Regions from separate parts of the Sus scrofa genome. Here region 2 is linked to region 1. The links are chromatin contacts, called in public Hi-C maps. All regions are on one chromosome and are shown on one strand. Each heading gives the region's core, a stretch centred on a gene start, on an enhancer-like site or on the middle of the called end of the contact. The rest is flanking DNA. Distances are from core to core; before and after follow the strand shown.

Evidence for each region. Hi-C and Micro-C count contacts between places; a contact is called where the count stands out from the background.
Region 2: a Hi-C map of omental adipose tissue shows a contact between it and region 1, with 1.9 times the contacts expected there. The contact joins the enhancer-like site here to the promoter of DPF2 in region 1. A contact is called at or near these places in 6 of 47 Hi-C or Micro-C datasets (epiblast stem cells, mesenteric adipose tissue, omental adipose tissue and 3 more).

What each region holds. Positions count from the first base shown.
Region 1 is chr2:6,884,861-6,889,038 of Sscrofa11.1, reverse strand. It overlaps DPF2 (zinc finger protein ubi-d4), which reads left to right and starts at 2,491. Exons shown (of 11, transcript XM_003122537.5): 1 at 2,491-2,697. The coding sequence starts at 2,666.
Region 2 is chr2:7,001,664-7,005,841 of Sscrofa11.1, reverse strand. CAPN1 (calpain 1) reads left to right here. Exons shown (of 22, transcript NM_001348784.1): 11 at 1,296-1,474; 12 at 2,347-2,358; 13 at 3,076-3,284; 14 at 3,379-3,418; 15 at 3,980-4,045; 16 at 4,131-4,178. It also overlaps the pseudogene LOC102165049. Among named protein-coding and RNA genes, the nearest start is that of SLC22A20, 7.5 kb to the right of the region's middle. Within about 2 kb of position 2,046, at least 11 of the 83 cell types and tissues checked have an H3K27ac peak or open chromatin away from gene starts, as enhancers often do. A contact at or near this core is called in mesenteric adipose tissue, omental adipose tissue and retroperitoneal adipose tissue, where this site is marked.

The DNA.
Region 1 (4,178 bases), core at 1,242-3,741:
TCTGTGATAATTTATGTGGGAAAAGAATCTGAAAGAGAATGGATGTGTGTGTATGCACAAACGAATCACTTTGCTGCATAGCAGGAATTACCATAACCTTGTAAATCAACTATACTTCAATACAACTTTAAAAAGTTGAAAAAAAGGAGTTCCCGTCATGGCTCAGCAGAAACAAATATGACTAGTATCCATGAGGACACAGGTTCGATCCCTGGCCTCACTCAGTGAGTTAAGGATCCAGGATTGCCGTGAGCTATGGCATATGTCTCAGATGCGGCTTTGACCCTGAGTGGCTGTGGCTGTGGTGTAAGCCAGCGGCTACAGCTCTGATTCGACCCCTGGCCTGGGAAACTCCCTATGCCACAGGTGCAGCCCAAAAAAGACAAAACAGTAAAATAAAATAAAAAGTGAGAAAAAAAAAAAAAGGATCCGTCATTGCCAAAAGCTGCAGCGTATGTCCCAGATGCAGCTGGGATCTGGTGTTGCCAGGTATAGCTGTGGCATCTGGCCACAGTTGCAGCTCTGATTTGACCCCTAACCCAGCAACTTCCATATGCTGCCTGTGCAGCCCTAAAAATAAAAGAAAAGGAAAAAGAGATGGGGCGATTAAACAGAATATTTACTTTGAAAGGGCAAAAAGAAATGAGCTGATAATCAAAGGCAGACATGAGCTTTTTTTTTTTTAAGATTTAGAAGTTCTTTATTTAAAAAGTGAAGATTTCTTAAAACTGTATTAGGTGACTCAAAGATGGCTCTAGTGATGAAAACAAAACTAATGCATGAAGAGAGTTCAAGTAAAATAGTTTGAGGAGTTCCGGTCGTGGCGCAGTGGTTAACGAATCCGACTAGGAACCATGAGGTTGAGGGTTCGGTCCCTGCCCTTGCTCAGTGGGTTAACGATCCGGCGTTGCTGTGAGCTGTGGTGTAGGTCGCAGACGCGGCTCGGATCCTGCGTTGCTGTGACTCTGGCGTAGGCTTGCGGCTACAGCTCCAATTAGACCCCTAGCCTGGGAACCTCCATATGCCGCGGGAGGGGCCCAAGAAATGGCAAAAAGACAAAAAAAATAAAAATAAAAATAAAATAAAATAGTTTGAGGAAATGCTATAGTTGACATAGGCAATATTTCAAAATTAATATGTGAGGATATAAATCATTTAAAAACATTTGAATTTGTCCCTCCAGATCCACTTCCCACCCTTCTCTCCCCTACCCTCTCCCCAGGAGGTGACCTAGGTAGAGGAACATCTATGGGTTCCCTTGGGCTTTGGTTTCCGGTTGGGTTCAGCCAATGGGAGCCCAGCAAGAGATCAGAGGATGGGGAGGAGGGGGAGAGTGAGGGATTTCTCAGTCTCACTTCCTGCAAGGGCACCTCAGCCAGGATATGCCCTCACTGGAGGTCACCAATCTCCCCTGATAGTTCCTTTTTCCCACTGGTGCCTCTTCCTGCATTTCTGTGGGCTTATGATGCAAACTTCTCTGCTACTACACACCCCCAGGCAACTGTCCCCCCCCAGGTGTCCCTCCAGACCCAGCTACACTCATTAACACCCCCTTTGTAATGAACCGTCTTCTTTGTGCACCTGTTTCCCACTGGGATCTGAATATATTTAAAAAGGAGTAAAGCTAAATAATAATGTTTAATATGTATATTTAATATTACATTTACATACAATGATTTTCTCTCTATTTCAAAAAGTTTAGGAGTTGCCGTAGCGGCGCAGCGGAAAAGAATCCGACTAGGAACCATGAGGTTGCGGGTTCCATCCCTGGCCTTGCTCAGTGGGTTAAGGATCTGGCGCTGTCCTGATCTGTGGTGTAGGTCACAGTCAAGGCTCGGATCCTGCATTGCTGTGGCTAGGGCTTACGCCAGCGGCTGCAGGTCTTGATTAGATCCCTAGCCTGGGAACCTCCATATGCCGCGGGTGCGGCCCCATGAGCTTTTTTAAAAGAGGATTTTAAGTCATGTTTGTAAACGAATTTGCATGATTCAGCAGTGAAGCAGAAATGAATGGTACACAAGAGAGAGGGATAGTCTTCGGCGCCTAAGTGGAGGGAATGAGCTTAGGAGCAGGAAGCAGGGGAGAAGAGTTGGGCGCCGATAAAGCTGAAGGCAGGAATGGGGGCAAATTTGTCACAGTCCAATATTCGGGCCAAAGAACGTCAGGTTCTGGGAGTTGCTTTTTCTTTCCCTAAAATGGGCACGTGTTTGGCAGCTCAAGAGGACTGTGCCCTACTACTATCACCAACCCCTGGCCAGCAAGTGAGGGCAAAGGGTTAACCACGAGGTTAAAGGTCTGCGAGGTAGCAGGACGCATAAGCTTCACCTACACCACCTCCGGGCCTGCCAGTTTTCACCAAGCCCTCACCTTCTCATTTCTGGACCATGTTACACGTTCCCTCCCTTCTCCCGCTCCCCTACACGTCAGAAGCGGAGGTAGAGCTGGAGCCTCGCGCCGCCCCGGCCTCGGTCTCCATTGCGCCTGCGCACTAGTTCCTCGGCTCCCCGGCCCCCAACAGGCAAGCTCGTTCTCGGCAGCTCGCTCTCGGGCGCGCTCCCGGGCGGCGCCTGCGCAGAAGGACGAGGAAACTGGTTCCCCGTGCGGTCCCGGCGCCTGCGCGCTGCGCTCTCCGGGCCTCCCGGCCTGAGGTAGAGGAGCCGGGAAGATGGCGGCTGTGGTGGAAAATGTAGTGAAGCTGTGAGTGGCCGTTTTCTTTTCCTCCTAGGCCGGGAGGTCTTGTAAGGGGCCTGGGAGTAGGGGGCGGTGCGGGAAGGGACGAGGCGGAGAGAGGGCCTTGCCTGGGAAGGCCATGTTGCGACTCCTAGTGGGGAGGACAACCCGAGACTCCGGAGGAGACGTTGCTCTTCTTTGGAAACTTGTGGAGGCCCTGAGGGGGGCACACGGGAGCCCCTAACGGGCAGCCTCCCGGAGGGGCTGTGCGGTCTGGGCGCTCCCTTCGGGCTGACGGTTTCCAGAGTATGGCGCCCTGGTCGCCTACGAAAGACAGTCCCGGATTCGCTCCCGAGACGCCTCAGTCCGGTGGAGCCGGGCCGAGGGCGGACCCGGGAGCGGCCGGAGCCCCCGCAACGCCCCGCCGCCGACCCCTCCCCATCGGCCGCCCGCAGCCGGCCCTGGGGGAGCAGGCTCCGCAGCCCTCGCGCCGTTAAGCCCCGCTGGGCTGTTTTGTTCTAAACAGCTCGGTGACGTTCCGGGGCGGGCGGGCGGGCGGGGGGGTGGGGTGGTCCTCGAGTGTCAGGTACCCAAGGCCAAGAATATTCCGGGGGAGAATTTGTTGCAGAGCTGGTACTGAGGGGAAAGAACTTCAGGGGAGAGGGCCTCTGTGCCGGCCAATCCCAGCCACCAAAAGCGGGCACTGGACCGATGCAGAGCCCCGGACGCCCCGGCTGCCCGGCTATGCAATACTCTTGGGCTGACAGATTTCGAGCGAAGTTAAAGTTCATGGTTGTTCGGTAAATGGAGAATCCCGTTAGCTGTGAGTTAAAGATGCTTGGAGACTTGATTTAACCCAGCCCCCTCCGTGAGGAAGAATCTGAATGAGTTTTGCAGCTCCGTGCCCCGTGGGCGAATAGAGCAAGCTCCTTTTTAATGCGTAAATTTGGCTTGGTGCAAGGGTAGGAAGATTGAGAGGTGTCTAGTTGTCCAGTTAGGGCTTTGGGATTTTGATTGGATGACAAGGTAAAGGTTTGGGAACTCTGTCTTGGTGGTGGGCTGAGCCCCCCAAGGGCCCCTTTTTAAGGGTGCGGTGCCGCTCTGCCTCTTCTTGCCTGGAGCCTTTTCTTTGCCAGTGCTTTCCCACTTCCATTAAGCTAAGTGCCTTCTCCTTCTGTTCTTGTGGGGGTTTTTTGTTGTTGTTGTTGTTGTTTTTAAACTTGCTTTCAGCTCCATCCTGCTGCCTCTTTCAACCACCCCTCCTCCCAGCACTATTATCTTTCTCTCTGATCTGCCCACTCCAGTTTCCCCAGCTCTCTCTTCAAGCTGACATTTCCCTCAATTTAGAAATGACGCTGTTGATCTACCATTTATATAGTTATCCTGCCTGACTCAGATGTTCTTTGTTTCCCTGCCTTTCTCTTTGTTGACTCCCCCTGTCCCATTGTAAGGGAAGGTTCTACACAGACTTCATGCTTCTTGAAAAAGAATCAAAGCTTCTACCTTGG
Region 2 (4,178 bases), core at 797-3,296, 120 kb before region 1:
AGGATGCAGGTTCCATCCCTGGCCTTGCTCAGTGGGTTAAGGATCTGGCATTGCCAAAAGCTGCACCTAGGCCGCAGATAAAGTTTGGATCCTGCGTTGCTGTGGCTCTGGTGTAGGCCAACAGCTGCAGCTCCGATTTGACCCCCTAGCCTGGGGACCTCTATATGCCGTGGGAGCGGCCCTAAAAAGGAAAAAAATTTTAAAAAGTTTTGCATATTCTGTCTAGCAATTGTTTGTTTTAGTCAAGAGGGTTGTTCCGCAGCTGAATCACTAAACTGCCAGATCTGCAAGTCCCTCTCAGGCCTCCTCTCAGACCCTGTGCTCCTTCCCCCCCTCCTCAGCCATTGTCCACACAGCAGCCCCCTTCTAAAACTTCAATCCAGGAGTTCCTGTTGTGGCTCATGGGTTAATGAACCTGACTAGCATCCGTGAGGGCACATGGGTTCAATCCATTACTGTGCCACAGCTCCAATTCCATCCCAGCCTGGGAATTGCCATATGCCGAGGGTGTGGCCCTAAAAAAAAAAAAAAAAAAAAAGACAGAAAATAAATAAATAAATATAACCTTAATCCAGTCACATCCCTCCCCCGTGCAGTCCTGATAGGGGCTCCTTTTGCTCTTTGATTCAACCCACACTTCGTGCCACTTCCCTGGTCGCCCGTGCTCACTGGAGCCCCATGTGTGGGTCTTCTCTCCTGCTCCTGCTTCCCAGGGATTTCCCCTTCAGGTCTCAGCTCAAATGTCATCTCCTCAAAAATGCTTTTCCTGCCCCACTCCAGCTTGCTTTCTTTGTAATTGGTTTTTTTTTTTCCGTCTTTTTAGGGCCGCACCTGTGGCATATGGAGGTTCCCAAGCTAGGGGTCGAATTGGAGCTACAGCTGCCGGCCTACGCCAGAGCCACAGCCACACAGGATTGGAGCCACATCTGCGACCTACACCACAGCTCACGGCAATATTGGATCCTTAACCCACTGAGCGAGGCCAGGGATCGAACCTGCATCCTCATGGATGCTAGTCAGATATGTTTCCGCTGCGCCACAACGGACACTCCTCGTTGTGATTGTTGATTCACCTGACTTGCTCAGATTCTGCCTCCCCTTGTGGCATGTGAGCTCATGAGGGCAGGGACCATGTGTGTCCCCACTCCTTATCTGTCACTTGGCACACAGTGGACTCTTAGTAATAGTTGTTGAATGAATGAATGAATGAATGAATGAGTAGACACATGGGGGGGAAGATTTGGTCGGGGGCTGCCTGGCCACTCCTCTGATCCCTGCTTCCCCACCTTCTGCAGCCACCTTCTGGGTGAACCCCCAGTTCAAGATCCGGCTGGAGGAGACGGATGACCCAGAGGACGACTACGGGGGCCGTGAGTCAGGCTGCAGCTTCGTGCTCGCCCTCATGCAGAAACACCGCCGCCGGGAGCGCCGATTCGGCCGGGACATGGAGACCATCGGCTTTGCCGTCTATGAGGTGAGCGGCTGGATGGATCCAGCCAACACTGCCGAGAAAGCCCGCCTCCTCGCCCACCACAAGCGAGCTCCGCCAGGGGGCGCCAGAGAACATGGCAGCACCTGCCCATCCTGAGCTCCTGAGGTGGGCAGCCCTGTCCCAGGGCTTGGGGAGGCACCTGCTGAGGCCCTCTGCCAAGATTGGGGCAGCCAGGGTCCTAAAATGCATCCGGTGAGGCGGCTGGAGGGGAAGGAAGATGCTTGGCTGGAAGAAGGGAAGATTCTGGGATTCCTCCCATCCTTAGAGGCCAAAAGGGTACCCTTGGTCAGTGGGCTCTGGCTTAGCTGACACCTGGGAGGCAGCTTCTGGCAGACAGACTTTGGCTGAGCTTTAGGAAGAAGTGGGCAAGTGGTCTGCCCTGGAGGAGTGGTGAGCTCCCTGTCTTGGAAGTATGTAAGCAGAGGCTGGCCATGGAGGGCCCTCCTTCACGGGCTATGTCCCAGGCAGAAACTTCTTGACCTCCCTGGGGATAAAGGATGGCCACGGCCTTGGCCCAGGCCCTGAGGCCCTGGCAGCAGATGTCCCTGGGCTGGAGGACGTGGCAGGTGGCTGCCCGGGGGCCTCTCCGAAGTCCAGCTCTGATTGAGAGCTGAGGTACGGGACATTCCAGGGACAAAGAGGACCCTTCGTGGGCCTCTCTTCTGGGGTCCTGGGACTTTTCTCTAGCATGAAAACAGGTCTGGGTCAACCCTGGCCCCACGACCAGGACCCCATCACCTGGTCCCCTTATCCCATGACTCTCATCCTGAGAATTCAGAGGCCCTGCCCAGCACACGCCCTGCCCCCTGCCCTGGGCAAAGCAAACATCTAACTTTCCTCGTCTCTCCTGACAGGTCCCTCCGGAGGTAGGTGTGCCATCTGACTCACCTGGATTTACACACCTTTGAACGCACCTGGCCCGATGGTGCTCAGAGCGGGCAGGACTGCGGCAAGCCCACACATAAAGCGCTGAGAAGTCACTTCGTTTTATGGCTCACAAAGTACCCCCATGCCCCTGCCCACTCTTCAGTGGGCAGAGCAAAGATTGTCCTCCTGGGGGTCAGAGCAGGTAGTAGGTAAGGGAGCTGGATTTGAACCCTGGTACTCAGAACACCACATACCCGCAAGGCTCTTCCTGTCTCAGTGTTTCTGCTGAGTAAGTGCTGGCTGAGGAGCGTGGCGGTGGATGGGCTGAATCTTCTGGACCCTTGAGCAAGTTGCTTAGGCACTCAGCCTCAGTGTCTATAAAATGGGCTGTCATGAGCACTAAATGAGGTGCCCCCCTGCAGTGCCTGGCACAGGGAGGCTCCAGCTCTGAATAATGCGTTATTTCATGGGGTCCATTCACCTCCACTGTGTGCAGTAGGCAGGGCTGTTACCCCCATTTTACAGATGAGGAAACTGAAGCAGGGTGACTTGTCAGGGTCAGGCGGCTCGTGGGGGGGCTGAGCTGTGAGCCAGCTCTGCAGCCCCTTGGTCAGAACTTGGAACCTGGGGTCTGGGTCTGGGTCTGGGGGCAGCTCCTCAGGGTGGGCTGCTGAGCAGGCAGCTGCAGCCCCCATTCCCTCCTCCCCTCCGGCCAGCTGGTGGGCCAGCCGGTGCACCTGAAGCGGGACTTCTTCCTGGCCAACGCCTCTCGGGCCCGGTCCGAGCAGTTCATCAACCTGCGGGAGGTCAGTACCCGCTTCCGCCTGCCGCCCGGCGAGTACGTGGTGGTGCCTTCCACCTTCGAGCCCAACAAGGAGGGCGACTTTGTGCTGCGTTTCTTCTCAGAGAAGAAAGCCGGGACCCAGTGAGTAGAGGCCCCAACCCACCCACTCCCCCGCCTCCCCACGCCCCTCCTGCTCCCCAGCTGACCAGCCCCTCTGTCTCCCCACCCTCTGCAGAGAGCTGGACGACCAGGTCCAGGCCATTCTCCCCGACGAGGTACGTGCCCTGCCCCCAGCAGCCACCCTCCTCCTCTCCCTCACCCTGGGAACCCGAGTGTCCTGTCCCCTGATCTCTGGCTGGCGGGGCACAGTCCCTCCTGGCAGGAGCCAGAGGAATAATACAAATCTCGCATTGGCCCAGCACTTAACAGTTTGCAAAGGACTTTGTGATAATAACGGCCCAGGGTCCCTGGGCTCTGGCTCTCTGCCAGGTCTGTGCGGAGCCCTTTACCTGGGTCACCTGGTTCTTTCATAACAACCCCGTCAGGGTGTCGTCCCCCATCTCCCCACCCAGTGGGAAACGCAGGTTCAGAGAGGTTAGGGAACTTGCCCAAGGTCACACAGCAGGAATCCAAAGCCTTGCCCTTTATCACTGGGCTGAACCTCACCCTCCACATGCAGGCCGCATGGAGAGGGAAGAGAGGGGCTGGGTTCCCACTTTACAGATGAGCAGAGTGAGGCTCAGGGAGGTGAAGGCCTCCCAGCCCTGCCTCCAGCTGCAGCCCGTGCCGGGCCGGGCTGGGGCGCCCCTGACCTGCTCTCCCGCCTCTCCGTCCAGCAAGTGCTCTCGGAAGAGGAGATTGATGAGAACTTCAAAGCGCTCTTCAGACAGCTGGCAGGGGAGGTAGGCGGGGCGTGGGGGCCCGGGGCCCGGGGCACGGCGGGGCAGCCCTGCCCCAGGGCGGGCGCCATCCTCCCTCTCCCCCCAGGACATGGAGATCAGCGTCAGGGAGCTGCGCACCATCCTCAACAGGATC